Linked DNA regions of Rattus norvegicus: region 2 is linked to region 1. A link is a contact called in public Hi-C data. All regions are on one chromosome and are shown on one strand. The core of a region is the stretch at or near the end of the contact, and the rest is flanking DNA. Distances in the headings are between cores, read along the strand shown. Region 1 has its middle 74 kb from the start of Bcor. Region 2 has its middle 21 kb from the start of Rpl37al2.

What was found. A called contact is a pair of places that touch in the nucleus more often than the background predicts.
Region 2: a contact with region 1 is called in a Hi-C map of mammary epithelial cells, with 2.1 times the contacts expected there. The contact joins two enhancer-like sites. A contact is called at or near these places in 2 of 12 Hi-C or Micro-C datasets (frontal cortex and mammary epithelial cells).

What each region holds. Positions count from the first base shown.
Region 1 is chrX:13,282,550-13,289,958 of GRCr8, reverse strand. It overlaps a transcript of Bcor not described here. Among named protein-coding and RNA genes, the nearest start is that of Bcor, 74 kb to the left of the region's middle. Within about 2 kb of position 3,433, at least 5 of the 93 cell types and tissues checked have an H3K27ac peak or open chromatin away from gene starts, as enhancers often do.
Region 2 is chrX:13,436,914-13,444,679 of GRCr8, reverse strand. No RefSeq gene overlaps it. Among named protein-coding and RNA genes, the nearest start is that of Rpl37al2, 21 kb to the left of the region's middle. Within about 2 kb of position 6,424, at least 46 of the 93 cell types and tissues checked have an H3K27ac peak or open chromatin away from gene starts, as enhancers often do.

The DNA.
Region 1 (7,409 bases), core at 2,184-4,683:
CTTAGTGCCTTCTGGCCTACCCCGCCCGCCCTGGCCCGCGGAGGCCGAAGATGAACGCAGGCTGCAGCGGCCCTAGGGGAGGTCTGGGCACCCGAATAGGCTTCCCAGGACGAGGCTGTGTATCAGTCTGTCTTCCAAACCCAGAGAGCCACTTTAGTTTCTGTCCTACACTGCTATTTTTTTTTTTGGAGGCCTATTACGTGCAAAATTCAGAGGCCTGAGAAAATAGGGAGTGAAAACACTTTATAGACACTTCTGAATCAAACAGACAGGACGAGAGTCCGAGCGGCGATGCAGGTAGTCTTCGACTGCCTAAATGAATCTAATGAGGGCTCAAATCAGTGCCCCAACCTGGGAAACCCAGTTCTCCAAAACTGGATTTGCATTGGAAGAAACGATGGGCATTGGATGTGCCCAACAGATCCGGGATCAATTGGAACAGGAATTCAGTACCCTCGGAGCCTTAGAACTTGTTTGGTGACCGCAGATAACAGATTAACTGCTAATTGTTGAAATCCGCCGAGCGTTTAGTTTATCACTGCTGGGGGCCCCTAGGTATTCGTTGCACTTTTTTATATGTAAAAACAGCCTTGCTACCTCCTAAACGGCTTTTGTTTCTCTTTCAAATACAGTGTTCTGGAAAACAGCAGCAACACGCCACCCCACCCCCTCTCCCCACCCCCTCTCCAACCTCGCCTTCTGGTTTAAAAAACACAAAACAAAACAAAAACCAGGAGGAAAAATAATCTATAAGACAATTCCCCCCCTACTGGTCGGCGCTGGCGTAGGGGCTTTTTACGTAAACCGAGTCGCCCAAGGCTGCCGAGGTAAACAGGCTTTCTGAACCTAGGTTAAATGAATCACGAAGGGAAAGAGCCGAGGCTGCCAGGCAGGGGGAAGCCTGGAGATCCAGCGTGGGCACCCAGGCAGGAAGGGCTTAGGGTTTAGGGCAGCGAGCTGGAGGCTGGTTAGCCTTAGCCAGAGGCCGCGTAGCCAAGGAAGTGAGAGGAAGGCCTGTCGAGCTCAAGCAGAGCCTCTCCACTGCACCACCTCTAACCCCACCCCGCGCCAAATTAGAGAGGCTGGCTTACAGCTCATCCTAGGCCTTTATCCCTTTTGCACCTGGCCACCACCCCGGGCCAGTAGGGTTGCTTGAATCCTCCAGGGAAGATTACAGGGCACCCCTCACCTCCTCATTTTGAGTAGCTCTAGGCCTTCAGGAAACACCAGCAGGCCTAAGTCTTTCCTTTCATATTCATTTTAAGCCAAGTCAAAGCCTTGCTTCCTGGTCTTCGCTCAGCCCACCTACATCACCTAGCTGTTCAAATTCCAGGACCTAGGGTGTGAGAGTGTGTGTGTGTGTGTGTGTGTGTGTGTGTGTGTGTGTGTGTGTGGTGGGTGGGCTATCTACCACCATCTGCTCTCCAGACCCACATTAGGGGACAAGGCCAGGAAGCTACTTTGAATTTATATTCTTCCGGTTTTCGTCTTAAAATGTGGTTGAATCCATTTTAAAAGACCCTTTTTGTTCTCATTAACCTTGAATTTTGATGGTGAATTTTCTTAGAACATTCCAAAGATTCTCCCATTCCTCAGAAACTTAATTTGAAGTGATGTAAAAGGGGGAAGGATTCGTAATATGAACGTGCTTTTGGATTGACTATCTTCCTTATCCTTTGGGGGCGGGCTTAGTTCTACTGTCTTAATTAACAAAGCACTGGTGTTTTCCATGTGTGGGAGAGACCCTGACCACCGTGAAATGGACAGGCCAAGCTGCATTTGCAAAGCACTTTAACACTTCCAGCCTCTTAAACCTACCTAAGGTGGACAGAGGTAGTGTTAATTCCCACTTACAGATGAGGAGGCTGCCTCTACCAGCCCCTAAATTTCAAAGTGTTTGTCTTCACCGTTCGAGTGAGAGGTCAGAAGCCAGGTGCGGCCGGTCTGCTCCCGTTGATTACCCATCCTACCCAGGGTCAGTGTCATTTGGTTCAAATGCTGCACCGTTTTGTTTCTGGAATCTGCCTACCCTTTTCCGCTTCAGATGATTTCCCTTCACAGTCTTAGGATTGTCTGTGTCCATTCCGACTCCGGCCACGGAGGACTATTTTAAAGTGTTTCTGCAGACAGACCCTCTGGCCCCAACGGAAGTGTTTTATGGACCTGTGAGTCCAGTTAATCCCAGGAGGCGAGGAAGGATTAGTCCACGGTGTGGGAATCCTGTGTTTAGGTTATCCTTATGGGACTTCGTGGGGGGGGGTCTTAGTGACGTTGGCAATATGTCCCCTCTATCCATGAAACTCGAGATTTTGAGCCAAGGAGCACGGAGACAGGCCCTTCAACCCCAGTGAGGTGTGGCCAGGAGAGGAGGGACACACTCTGGGACAACAGTGACCTTGGTAGGCAAAGTTGAAAGCACAGTTCCGTGAGCCAGTCCCCCACCCGGGCTCGGGCCCGGATTTATCTTTTCTGTGGGAAGCAAAAGAGGTGCTACCCGGGAAGGAGCCTGAAAGAACCACCAGCAGCTCGCTACCCGTCACTCGAAGATGGCAGCGGCTCCCCTGGGGTTCAAGGTTCCAAGAAAGGTGTTCTGCTTCGAGGAGCCAGAGCTCCTGTGCTCTCTCCCTTGCCTGGACAGCCCCCCCCCCCCAGGGCTCCCACAACCACTAAGCCCCCAAGCGCGCCTAGGCCGCTCAGCCTCTCCGGAGCACGTAGGGATAAGCTGTGCGGGGGGGCTTGGGGGGGCAGGCAGACCTCGTAGGAGATAGGATTTACTCTCCCAATCCCAAATTCAGGCACAGGCACTACTGGCCAGGTCTCCTATTTTTACTCCAGTGTCACTCCGAAGCGCGGATAGAATAGATCCTCTCCAGCAGCTGCCACTTCTCGGGGGACACGGGAGTCCACAGGCCTGGCTGTGCGCCCCAGGCTTTAGCAGCGAGTGCACAAATGCGGGCTAGGGGGAAGGGCACAGCCTTCCCCACCTGGACTCTTCGAAGCAAACAATCGCCGCGAGCTTTCGAAGCACCAGAGCGAGCCAGGAAGAGGAAGGGAAAGTGAAGGCCTGGAGCGCGCTTGCGAAGCGTGTTTGTGCGCGCGCTTGGGGGAATAGGGAGCTGGTGGTAATCGGGCTGGGTTGAGGGCGAACAACCGGATCCAGCCATCCCAATTTAGATTGATGAACTGGGCTCTCCAGCCCCAAGCAGGGGAGCTTATCCCAGGGTTGGCGCCTCAAGTGGAGAGAAGCCGGGAGCTTCTGGAGGCGCCACTAGGCAACTAGCCAGATCCACCAGAGGAGCCTAGGGGCGCGCAAGGAGACTGGGGACCTGCACGAACCAGTCACCACCGCGGGTGGCCGTTTACCTAAGCCACACAGGACCACTGAAGATAGGCGATAAGGAGTTCCTAAGCAATCGGCTACCTCCAGGCCCTAGTCACCTCCGGCGGACGTGACTGCCGGATGCTATGCGGCTAGGTGGGCTAGGGGCCTTTTGCACTGCCTCCCTTGGCTCTTTCTGTGCTGCAGAGTCACCGTACATTCTGTTACCTTAGTATGGAGTCTTCCTTTGCAAAACAAAACAAAACAGAACAGAAACCAGCCAAAGATATTGGGCATCTCAAACCACATTTTTCTTTGGAGGGTTGGGATCTAGCCAGTCCCTTAGAAAAACCGCCTTAAATAAATCGCATAGGCTACAGCGTGGGAGAGGCCACACAGTCCTCTTTCTAGTCAATCCACAGTCTATTTGGAACGTTAGGGCTCTGGGCAAGCTGCTTAACAGTTCTGAAGGCCAGTGAAAGAAAAGGAAAAGCAGCCTCAGTGTCCACGCCATAACTGAGAAGAATATGCTTCCAGTGTGTAAAACACTCCAGTGCCACATCTGCTTGCTAGGTATTGTATTCCCTTCCTATGAGTAAGGAGGGGGGTAAGGACTTCCCCCCACACACACACCTTAAAGTTCCCCCAGGTCTGTTGGTTTGGTCCAAAAGATAGTTAAAGCAAAATGTCCTCAAACTATCCCTTGACTCCTTAACCTTAAAGGCCTAACTCGGTGATGTGGAAGAGTGACTTCCCCCAGTGTCTCACTCTGGATCCCAGGTGGGTTGAAGGCAATTCTCTGCTCCAGTGCTAGGATTGCAAGCCCTGGGACGGCGCTCTCTAAGGGCATTCATTTAGTTTGGATTACTGTCAAGTTTTGGCCAGGGATCAGGCCCACCCCCTTTACACTCTCGGCGAGGTCTTGAAGGACACAGCAGGGGTCTTTCAGAATACTTCTTTCTAGGTGATTTTTCAAGGCTACCTTGTTCTTAGAGAGGCTGGGTGAAAGGCAAGTCCTCGGTCATTAGCGGACTACACTCTACTGACACCTGAATCTAAACAATGTTCATGTGAACAGGATTGGCCAGATTCCAATTTAGGAAAGATTCTCCTTACTATGTCTGGCACCGTAGGGAGATAGGTGCAGGCAGCAAAGACGGGCCTAAAGGGTCCAATACAATTCATAACACAAGGCTGCTTTTTTTCTTTCTCAAAGACAAGACATTTCTCATAAGTGGCTACCGGCGGTAGACTAATCACTTAAAAATGCTGGCGATGGGCTGTGGCTCTTAGTCGATCCTTATCTGAGCTGTGAGTGCCAGGCTGCCAGCCCCGCTCAAGACAAAGAACACAGACACTTCTAAGGTTTGCTCCTGAGAGCCTGGGTCACCTCTGAAATTGCCCTGTACAGTCTCTACCTAACCCCCACCTCCAAACTGTGGCTGACCTGCCTCTGAAACGCTTCCTCAGACCCAAATCAGAATTCCAGTTCTTGAGCGCCACCCGGAGAGTTTACATTTCCCCTCCTCAGAGGCCGCGTGGAGCGCAAGTGAGAGTCCGAGGGCGGCGGCCTTGGCAGCAGCATAGTTCTCTGGCCTCCTCCTGCCCGCACGTACGCAGGAAAAGAAAGGCAAGAGAGAAACCTAGGTTGTAAAAGCTAAGTGCAAACAACCCTGCAGGAGTGTGCAAGGAAGAGTAAGCAGCGTCAAATAGAAACTACAACTAAAATAGTCTCTTCGGGTTCTATTAATTAAAGGTTCTCGAAGGTGTAGTGCAACGGGAACCCTTCTACCTCAAGGACACATTGTCTGTACCAAGATGATTGGCTTCAGGTCAGAGCCACCAGAAAACCTGTTTCATGATAAGTAGATAGCAAGGTTCACATCTTCAGATTAACCTGTTTTCACCTTATTTTTAACTGAATCAGTATATTTGATTGTGGGGGAGGGGATGTCGCTTGAAATACACAAGATGAATCCGTATTTAACTGGGATAAGTTCCCGTAGCTGTCTAACCACATTTGTTTGGTCCCTGGGAGAATCCACGTTTTCTAGCCTCAAGAGGGGCAGGCGGCCCTCATGGCTCCTCCCTCGGCGGTTTCCTGGCGAGGCGCCCATCCTCCCCTAGCACCGGGAACAGAGACAGCCACATTAATACTCCCGGACAGCCTGTTCTGACCTATACTGTCATTTTTTCCATCGGTCAGGATCGAGCTGGGGTGGGGGTAGCGCTCCTCCGAGGGGCTTTGCACGGATCGTTGGGTTTTCCCCGGCGAACTTAACACGGAGGCAAAAGGGGCAGATGGAAACCAGGCCTCGGCTGGCCGGGCGCGCGTAAGCGCCGCACTCGGCAGCTCGACGCAAAGCCAGGGCTGGATTTTCGAGGCCCGGGCCCGGCGGCTTTCCCGGGCGGAGATCCTCTCTCTCCAGGCCGAGCCAACGAGTTCTCCTAATTCCGCCCCCGGAGACGGCAGCTGTGCGGCGAGAAGGGAGGGGGGGTACCCACAACTTTTCCCACCAGAAGACTGAGTGGTGAACAGGAGTGATGAAGGCCCACCCCGATTCCGTGCACGTAGCGGCACGGCATCTAATCAGTGTCACTGCCAGAAATGCGCTTCCGCGGAGGGCGACACCCACGCCCCTGCCAACCTGCAGGGGGTGGGGGGATGCAAATGGCGTCTCCTGTTGTCCCAGACTTGGCTCAGCACCCGTTGCCCCGACCATAAACAGACGCTACAGCGGACTGAAGTGTAGTGTCTGGAACACCAACACGAGGGGACCCGATTGTCCCTCGCGCTCCAGGGTCAATAGTTAAAGGAGCTAATGCACCAGTCCTAGCTTCGAGGCTATTCCTTCCTCCCTCACCTCCGGAAGAGCCACCCTTCCTCAACTGGGCTGTGTGGGGAGGAGTACAGGAAACTTTGCAAGACAACTGTTCTGTGCCTTTCGCGAGAGGAACGGGGGTGGCTTTCTCATCCCAGGCTAGCCCACACTACTACACTCTTTCTAGGCCCAGACCTGAGCATCGTGGACTCCCCTTAATAGGGGAGTATATTCCAGGGCATTAGAGAATGAGGGCGACACCAAAGTGAAGAGTTCCTAAGGGTTCTTGGCAGGTGACCAAGTTTGTGTCCTTAACCCTCCCACGCCAGAGTATTACGCGCCACTTTGTGCACGTGCGCGGCCCAATACACCGGCCGCGAAGCTACCATAAGCTTCAGTGGTGCAGGTGGTTTGTCTCCAGTGCCCCCCTCGACCCCCATAATACTCCAGAGGAGGCCCAGAGTGGCTAGCTCTCTCTCCCGGGGGAGGGGGTGTGAATTCGTGCGCGCCACCGGCTCACATCTTGCTAAGCCACCTCTGTCGCCCTCCGACCGAGGTACCCTAAAGGATGCGCCCTCCCCCAGGAGTAGTGAGGCGCCCTGGGACTCAGGCAGGGATGTCTGTTCCGGCCGTTCCGGGATTTGCCTCAGAGAAGAAAACAAGGCCGATGACTGCAAGAGCGGCACCTCCCTGTTCGGGTGTCAGCCACTCCCGCAATCTCCGCGTGGATCTCGCTCTTGCTAGGAGGGAGCCCAGCTGGCGTCCCTCTGCCCCCCAAATGCCCCCGGCCATCGTCCTCCTCCCGCCCGCGCCGCACCACGCGGAGCTCCGAGCGCCCTGGCTTCCACACCACCCCCTCCATAACGCGCGCGCCTCTGGGTCTCGAGCTCCGGGTTCCCCAAGCTCCTGGAGCCCCGACTACGCGGCTCCCACCTTGGGCTGCGAAAGCCGCCGCCCGGCGCCACCCTCGCCCCGCCGGGCCCTTGTCTTAGCCCGGCTCCCCCGGCAGCTGCACGGCCACCGCCGCACGTGACCCGCCCCCGTCGCGGCTTCCGCTGAGCTGCCTGTTCCGGAACACAAACAATTTTTGCTCTGACGCGGGGTCTCTCGGGCCCTGGCGTCCTCTCCTCCCTGCTCCCCCACCCCCCCTTTCCGGGTACGAGAACTCAAAACAACTCGCTGACCTTCGGGGGGACTAGCTCCGACTTCCACCGACTCCGGCATTCCGTTCAAACCCAGCAGCCTCGGCTTCTAAGATTTCACTCCTC
Region 2 (7,766 bases), core at 5,175-7,674, 150 kb before region 1:
AAGCCGCAGGCTTAGGGTGTGAGGCCCGGGAGCCTCCTCCGAAATCCAAAGGCCGCGGAGAAGGACGGTTTGAAGAACAGGACGAATGTGATAATATTGGCATCCAACCTTCTGGTGTTTGAGTAATTCGTTGCTTAGCTACTTTGGATAGGCCATTATTTTGCAAACTGGAAACATTTGCAAGTGGTGATATTTTGCTCCTGCCTGACGCAGGGGCTGCAAACCTACCCCGACTCTGCTGAACTCTTCGAAATATATATGCATAAATTGTTCCTAATGAGACCATCTGTTTTTTATGGCCCCTCTGGAAGCAGGAGGAACCCGAGGACTGCTCCGTCTTGCAGAAATCTGTGGCCAGGCAGGCCCGAGAAATAAATAGGGTAGATGAGAACAATACGTCGACAGCGCAGACAGCCGGTTCCGCGGTTAAGATGTGTCCCTGGGTTCCCGGGGGTATGGGCCATTTAGGCCAACCCCAGGTTGCTTGAAGCATGGAGATGTTAGGAGATTCTGCTTCTAAGAGGCCGGGAGCTGCGAAGGGGTTTCACAGAATACAAGAACCTGATTTTTTTTTTCCATGTCTGGAACATAGCCAGAGCCTCAAGGTTGAGACTCCTCTGGGATCTTAGGACACAGACCCAGTTGTGCGTGGCCTCGGGCATCGCCCACCAGCCCGACCCCTGCCTCACGAGAAGGAAAGATAGAGGTGTCTTTGAGCCTCAGCGACTGAGAACAGCCCTTACTCCAGGGTTTGATTCCAGCGCGTCCCAAAGGTTGAGCTTTCGGCTCCGCGTGTCTGGCAGGCCCAGCAACACGGCCTGAGACCTCTCGGAGGGTGGCAGGGCAAACACTTTTCACATTACCGGGTGCCTGTTAATTGGGGCAGTGCGAAAGACGCCGCTCCTACCCCTTTGCGGTAGGGGCTGGGGGTCAGGAATGGGCAGTGGGGCTGCTTAATAATAGAGGGGCTGCCCTGGGGAGCCTCAGATATCGGTAACCCCCATGATTAATTCATAACCCTCCACTGTGCCTGGCACCGGCTCGGGTCTTTAATCGGTTCTGAATGTCAGTGAGGCTTCCCCGACAGCCTGAGCGCTGTCTTTTGAATGTGTTGAAAGTGGTTGCGCACACACCAGGAGACAAAGTTGCCATCTGCTCGGGGGACCACAGCAACTGGGCGCTAGAAGGGGTCGTCCTCCCGCTGCTTAGGCTGCCCCTGGGGGCCTTCTCCTCCTAGCCTGATCTAAAGCCAACACAGCCCAAAATATTCCTTATAGCCACCGCTACTGGGATTTCAGGAGCACGAGGTAGGGTGTGTGTGTGTGTGTGTGTGTGTGTGTGTGTGTGTGTGTGTGTGTGTGTGTGTGTGTGTGTGAATGGTGGAAACTCCAGCTAGCTACGTAATAGAGTATGCCCATGGGAAGGCAGCTCCGAGGTCACCCAGACCTAGGCCTATGATAATGAGATTATAAAACCCTGCTGTTTGTATTCAGGTAGGTGTAGGAGATAAATAATATACAGAAACGGGGATAATTTGGGAGGGGAAGCCCCTGGAGAACAAAGCTCTTGGCCCTTGGACTCCAAAGAGTCACACAAGTGACTAGTGACCTCTTCTTGCACGGGAGAAAGCAGGGATGGGAACTTGGAGGGGGAAGGGAAACAGACCTTTAAAGGGGTGGGCAATGGGTATGGAAAGGCTCAACGAAAGTCTGGTTGGCCTTCTGGTTGGCCTCTAAAGAGCTGGATCTCAGGAAGTTGGGGCAGGGCGGAGAAATAGGCAGCCTCCACTTAGCTTGCTGGGAGAAGCCCTGTTGCCACTCTTCCCCTTATCCCACCCCCACCCCAGACTGCCTGTGTGCAGTGTGTTAATCGACCTCTTGGTTATGGACCTAAAGGAGGACCGAATGGCAGAGGCAGGGGTGGGGGTGGCGGTGGAGTGTCTTCCTGCTGCTGGCTTGAGCTTCTGCACTGCCCGGGCTCCGCTTCGCTTTGCCTCGTGTGGCAGCGCCTTGTCTGCAGACTGTAATTCCACACTCCCTTGAGCACCTGGGCTGGGGAATCTATTGAAGGGATTGGAACTGCATCAGATGAACAGCACTGGGCGGGGGGGGGGGGGAGGAGAAAATAGCCAAAACTTGGGAGTTATACACTGCCTCCCTCTACCCCACTCCCGAATAGTTTACCCTCCCCCTTCCAGGCCACCCCTCCCCCACCCCCTCCATTCTTTAAGGCTTGCAGCCAGTCTTATCATATGGTTTTGTTTCTGTGCTATTTTTTTTTAATTCAGACACCAAAATTGGACATGTATAGAAGTAATCAGGCTGGAGAAGCGAGGGATTCAGACTCAGAACAATGGTTTAGTGCACCTTCCCCACTCCAGCCCCAAAGGACACCATCTTGTCTACTGTGGATAGGTAGGCCCTTGGGTCCTTCTCCCCCAAACCTGACCAGCCTGTGAAGCAATTTTCAGGAGGCCCTAGCTCCGACTAAAACTGGGAGGGGGGGTGTTTAGACTTAGTAGCAAAGAGCTTGCTATTTTCTATGGAAAGAACCCTACCTTGGTAAAACAATGCTACCTCAAATATGAACGTTTAAAACCCAACCTTTGACAATTGGAGGTCCCTCCCAACCTGATGCAGCACCTCCAGGGGTTCTTCCTCCCTGTACCTTCCTCCAGCAATTGTCAACTCTGACCTTGCCTCCCATCCTAGCAGCAGCTCTCTGCTCCCCCAAGCAGTTTCTCTTGCTCCCCGTGGCCTGTGCAGTCTCGAAGGGCACACTCACAGTACGGAAGCTCCCTTGCTTCCTGGCTCCCTGCCTCCCAGGGCTGGTTTCCTTTTACAAGCTTTCTTGGAACCGCTGGGGCTGTGGCAATGCCTTTGGGCCCCCTTGCAGCTCTGGGTCTCCCTGCAGAGCTTCAGGCTGTGAATCTGCCTCCTCCGTGCAAAGGTCAAGCCTCCTCCTCTGAGTGGCCACAGTTTGGTTTTGCCCTGCAGAGCTTCTCTACACTACAGCAGCCTAAATATGAGAATGGGGGTCACACCAAAGCCCAGGGTAAGAAGCAAGGGGTGCGGGATTGAAGGAGGGAAACACTGCAAACCTCAGAAGCAGTTCAGATTTTGCAGCCAGAAACTAAAGAAGGGGGAGGGGTTAGAAATGCAGAAAGAATTTAGGCCCTTCACCTCCTAGGGACAGATCTGGAAAGAGGCCTCTGGCATCTGCTTTAAGTGTCCCCGCAGTTTCCGGGACCGTTCGCTCCCCATAGGCTGCAGTTAACTCTAAGCAGTAATCAGAAGCTAACAGCTTTGGGTTTAGGACTCCGCAACCACCTGATACCGAGTCAGCTGCAGCTCCCCTCAAAAAGGGAACTCTGGGGCAGGGGTCTTTCTACCACCCCAATCCCAGAGAGTAGTGAACTCTGTAAACACCAGGGAGAAGGATGTGGAGAAAAATAAGAGGGAAAGTCATTAAATTTGTTTCCTCTAAAGAGCACTACCCCCACCTTTTCTCTGACTTAAAAGTCAGAAGAGAGAACGCGTTAACTTTTGTTTGGCTTAACATTGCCAGCTTGAAGTCGACCGTAGCCCCTCCCCCCCCAAAGGTTTTGTAAAATAATCTAGCTCAGACAATTTCCTGCAGTCCCTAACTGGACCACCCCACTTACTGAGAGGCTGCCAAAAATCCGTCTTGACTGCAGGCTGGCAACTAGAGGCTCTCCAGCTGGAGCAGCCACAAGACTACTAACAGAACCAAAGGAGATCAAGGCCAGGGAACTCCGGAGGTCCAAACCATATGAAGAAGCTCTACAAACAGACTGACTTCAGATTTCTCACACTAAACTGATTGTTGGCCCTGTGACCTTCTATTGTCCTGCCCACTCTGAACTCTTGTCAAGTGGTCATGGGGATGTCTCACTTCCCTCCTGGTGTCCTGCATCTGTAAGAGAGTACTGTGGGAGGGTTGGCTCGCTGTGGGTCTCCCAGCACCCTCTTCTGCTCCATTCAGTTTTCTTACATATGATCTTACTGAGGAACACGGGAGACAATCAAGAACGGAATCCTTCGAGGCTGCTCCGGATCCTCAACCCCTTCTAAAGGCGGACGCTCACGGGGGAGAAAAGCTCTGCCCAGTTTCCATTCCCGCCTCCAGATTAACGAGCTGAAAACATGTGTACTGTAAATAAAGCCTGTCTAAATAAAGCACTCGGGTAAAGGCTGCCGAGAAAACACTCTGCATTGCTCTGTGCTCGGAGTGAGTCAGCTTCCCAGCCCCCACCCCCAAACAATGGAGACCTTGCCAAAGGTCCCCTTCTTTAGACCCCTGACTTTCCCCAAATCCATGTATGTGGTGGTGGTGGGGCGCCAGTACCCTGTGACTTTGGACCTTGAGAATGGGGAGGAGGAGGAGGAAGGTGTCCCCGGAGATCAAGGTTAGGATCCAGCCCTGAGATTAATGCCACCAGGAATCCCTCTGCCACCAGCTACAGAGGGCAAAGGGGCAATGCTGTCCCAGGCTAAAGAGGACCTTCACTTGTGTTTGCCCAACTCACCTCTCCTAAATCTCAGATGGAAAGAAGGTAGCCAACTACCTGAGTCACCTCCACTCCACTTCCGGCCTAGGCCCACATCCACACACCGTCTACCTGTGTGTTGAAGGCCAGGCCTCCTACTTAGACAGTGCGAGCATCAGAGCAGAGCAAACCTGCACTCGCTCGACGAAAAGCAGTCTTGGGACCCAGGGTGGCTTCCTTGCCCTGTCTTTTATGGCTGCTGCGTCTCTACCTCCTTAGGAAACGTAACAGCCTTAAAGATGAGGTGATATGAAGACCTTTGGCAAGGTGTTAACTGGTGCCCTGGCTACTGCTCTGGTATGAGCCAATGGTCCTAGTCCCCCAGCCCGATGACCTTGAGAAAGTCAGGAATCTACCCCAAAGGCTTGGGATTGCCCCACCCCTAGAGGCCAGCCCTTCATCTCAGCCTCTCAGGCTTTGGCCACCCAGCTTTGTCCTGCTAGGCTGCCTAAGGTACAGGGGGGTGAAAAAACACCAAAGGCTTCACTCGTACCCTTTGCACCCCGTTGCTCGCCCGGGGCCCCCGGCCAGTGCTCTAGCCGCCCGATGTTGCCAAATCCTCACTGGGCATGGTTGCGGGGTGAGGCTTTGGGAACATGGCTAGAGCTAGAGAAGATGAGGAAAACAAGTGAAACGGGAGGGGCGGGGTGGGGTGACGGCTCATAAATCAACCAGCTCCACCCCCAGGCCTCAAAGCTGAGGCGCCTCAGCCCGGCGGGGAAGAGGAGGGTCATTCGACCACTCCTGGACGACCTCTGAGCTTTCCCTGAGCCATCGCCCCACCCTGGGCTCAGGCCGCGTTAAGACCAGCTCCTGGCCCAGATCGTAAACCGCCCGCCGGATTCGGCGAGAAGCCGCCCTTGGACGCAGCGCTCATCCGCCCAAGGGGAAGTTTATTTATAGCTTGTAAAACGTAAAGGAAACCAGACTTCGCTAGCTTGCGGAGCCTGAGCGCCTTCGGTCCCCACCTGCCTACAAGAGGGCTCAGCAAGGGTTCTGGAAAGTGGGGTGGCTTCTAATCCTCCCCCTACTCTGCACCTAAAGACGGAACCTTCTGATGCTGCCAAGGCTTAAATTCCCTCTCAGTGTGCCTAAACGGGGAGCTTAATGCCACAGCGGGTGGAGGCCAGGGCCTGGGCCCTGCGTGGTTAGTGTAAAGAAGACTGAGCTGGCCCACTTGGCAGGCACGCACCAGCAGGCCAAGCAGCGCTGTGCGGGATTCCACAGCTTCCGCTCCCGACACGGGGAAGTCCCCGAGTGCCAGGAAGCCTTGGAGTGGGTGCTCCGGGAGCCTCTCCTTGGAAAGCAAGGATGCTGTCCCCGTTCCTTCTGCGCACGTGTCTTCAGCAGAGCAAGCAAGCGCTGTGCGCCTGGGGCTGCGATCCGCGGGTGACAGCGGTTGAGAGCGCGCCCTCTCCACTTCACACCCCCGCCGTCGCCTCCTCCCCAGGGGAAGTTCCTCGCTCCGGGGTGCGCTCGGGGCAGGAGCCAGAAAAACGAAAAGTGCCGAGAAGACGAGGACGAAAACCCTTAAAGAGCTCAACCGAGCTCTTCAAGATACCCGCGAGTCCCCATTACTCACAGCCCTGCCCCGGCAGCCCTTTCCAGTCACGCACTCAGTGCCTTGGCCAGGGAGGTAGATTGTGTGTGTGTGTGTGTGTGTGTGTGTGTGTGTGTGTGTGTGTGTGTGTGTGTGTGTGTGTGTGTGTGTGTGTGTGTGTGTGTGTGTGTACGCGCGCGCGCGCCCGATCGCCGGGACGGCAGTTGCGAAACAGGCTCTTGGCTGCAGCGCGGCATAATGGAGGTGGCTGGAACAATGCGCGCTTTGTGCGCGCGGGTTGTTTTCTACCCGCCTCACCCCCCTCGCTCGGGCCGTATGGCACTTTAATCCCTACCACGGCTAGGCACAAATGCACTTGTGTCCTGTGGGTCACTGGGGGCCGTGCGGCTGGAGCCGTCCCCACCCCTCCCCCGCGGTGCCCACGGCCCGCTGCCCGGTCTTCCTTCCTGCACCCACCTCCCCCCACCCCACCCCCGCGCGCCACCACTTCAATTCCCGGCGTGGGCTGCTCAGCCGGCTTGGAAGCTTCCGGGCCCGCCGGCCACTTTTATTTTCCAAGAAGACGGCCCTCCCCACCTCCTCGGCGAGCACGCGCGCGCGCACACACACGTGGAGCGCTGGCCTCACACTTGCCGCCCTCCCTCGCCTCGCCCCTCCCGCTCCCGCCCGGCGCTCGGGACTCCTGCGAACAATAGTAAATGTCAACAGATTCCGCGCGGCGAGTGTCTGACTCGGCCGAGATAAGAGTGCGCGGTTGGCCCTGAGCTCCGCGACACCGCGGGGGGAGGCCACCCTGACCCCAGCTGGAAAGAATCGGCTGTGATGAAGCCGGTGCCCGGGGATGGAGGACAGGAGGGGGAGAGCCCCAGCCTCGGCCAGGGTGGGAGAAGCTCCTGGACGCCAGGCCTTGCCCCACCCCCACCCCGCTTAACCCTGTGCTGCTAGGGCAGCCTAGGGGCCCGGTGAAAAGCCACGTGCTAGATGTCAGCCCACTGCTCGGATCTCAGAGGACGCAGGGAAAACGCAGATGTGGAGGTGAAGACTCGGACAGCTTTCCACCTACCGGGAGCCGGCGCCCGAAAGATGTAAAGGATCTCAGTCCTTGTCTCCTGAAACTCACTAAAATGTTTTTTGTTTTTTTTTTTTGAAGCTCACACAACACTTGCAGGTCCTCCCCCTCAATCGTCCCAACCCACCACCCGAGTTAAAAATTGATTCCCACGCGTTAGTATTAATGGGTTGTTCCTCTTAAATTGTTGCCAACTTTGCTAATGGATTATTATTTAAATTTCTTTTTTATAAAGTACGTGTTGTTTTATAGATGCGTATTTACTTAAAGAAATCAACTGCATCTATTAACATATTAAAGAGAGAATAAAGCACGGGGCCGGTGTAATGTACTGTTCAGCCTTACTTTGGGTGCTGCGAAGATAGGAAAATCTTATTTGTTTAATAATAAGTCACTCATGAATATGCAAATGACATCGTTGCAGTACCTCACTTCTGTCACTATTAATGAGTTGCAAATTAATGTGACAACAAAAGGAAAATCTATTTAGTGGAGGAACTCGGGTTCCTACCTGGGGAGATCACCAGCAGGCCTGGAACTTCCACAGTCTAGAAGGAAAGGACTGG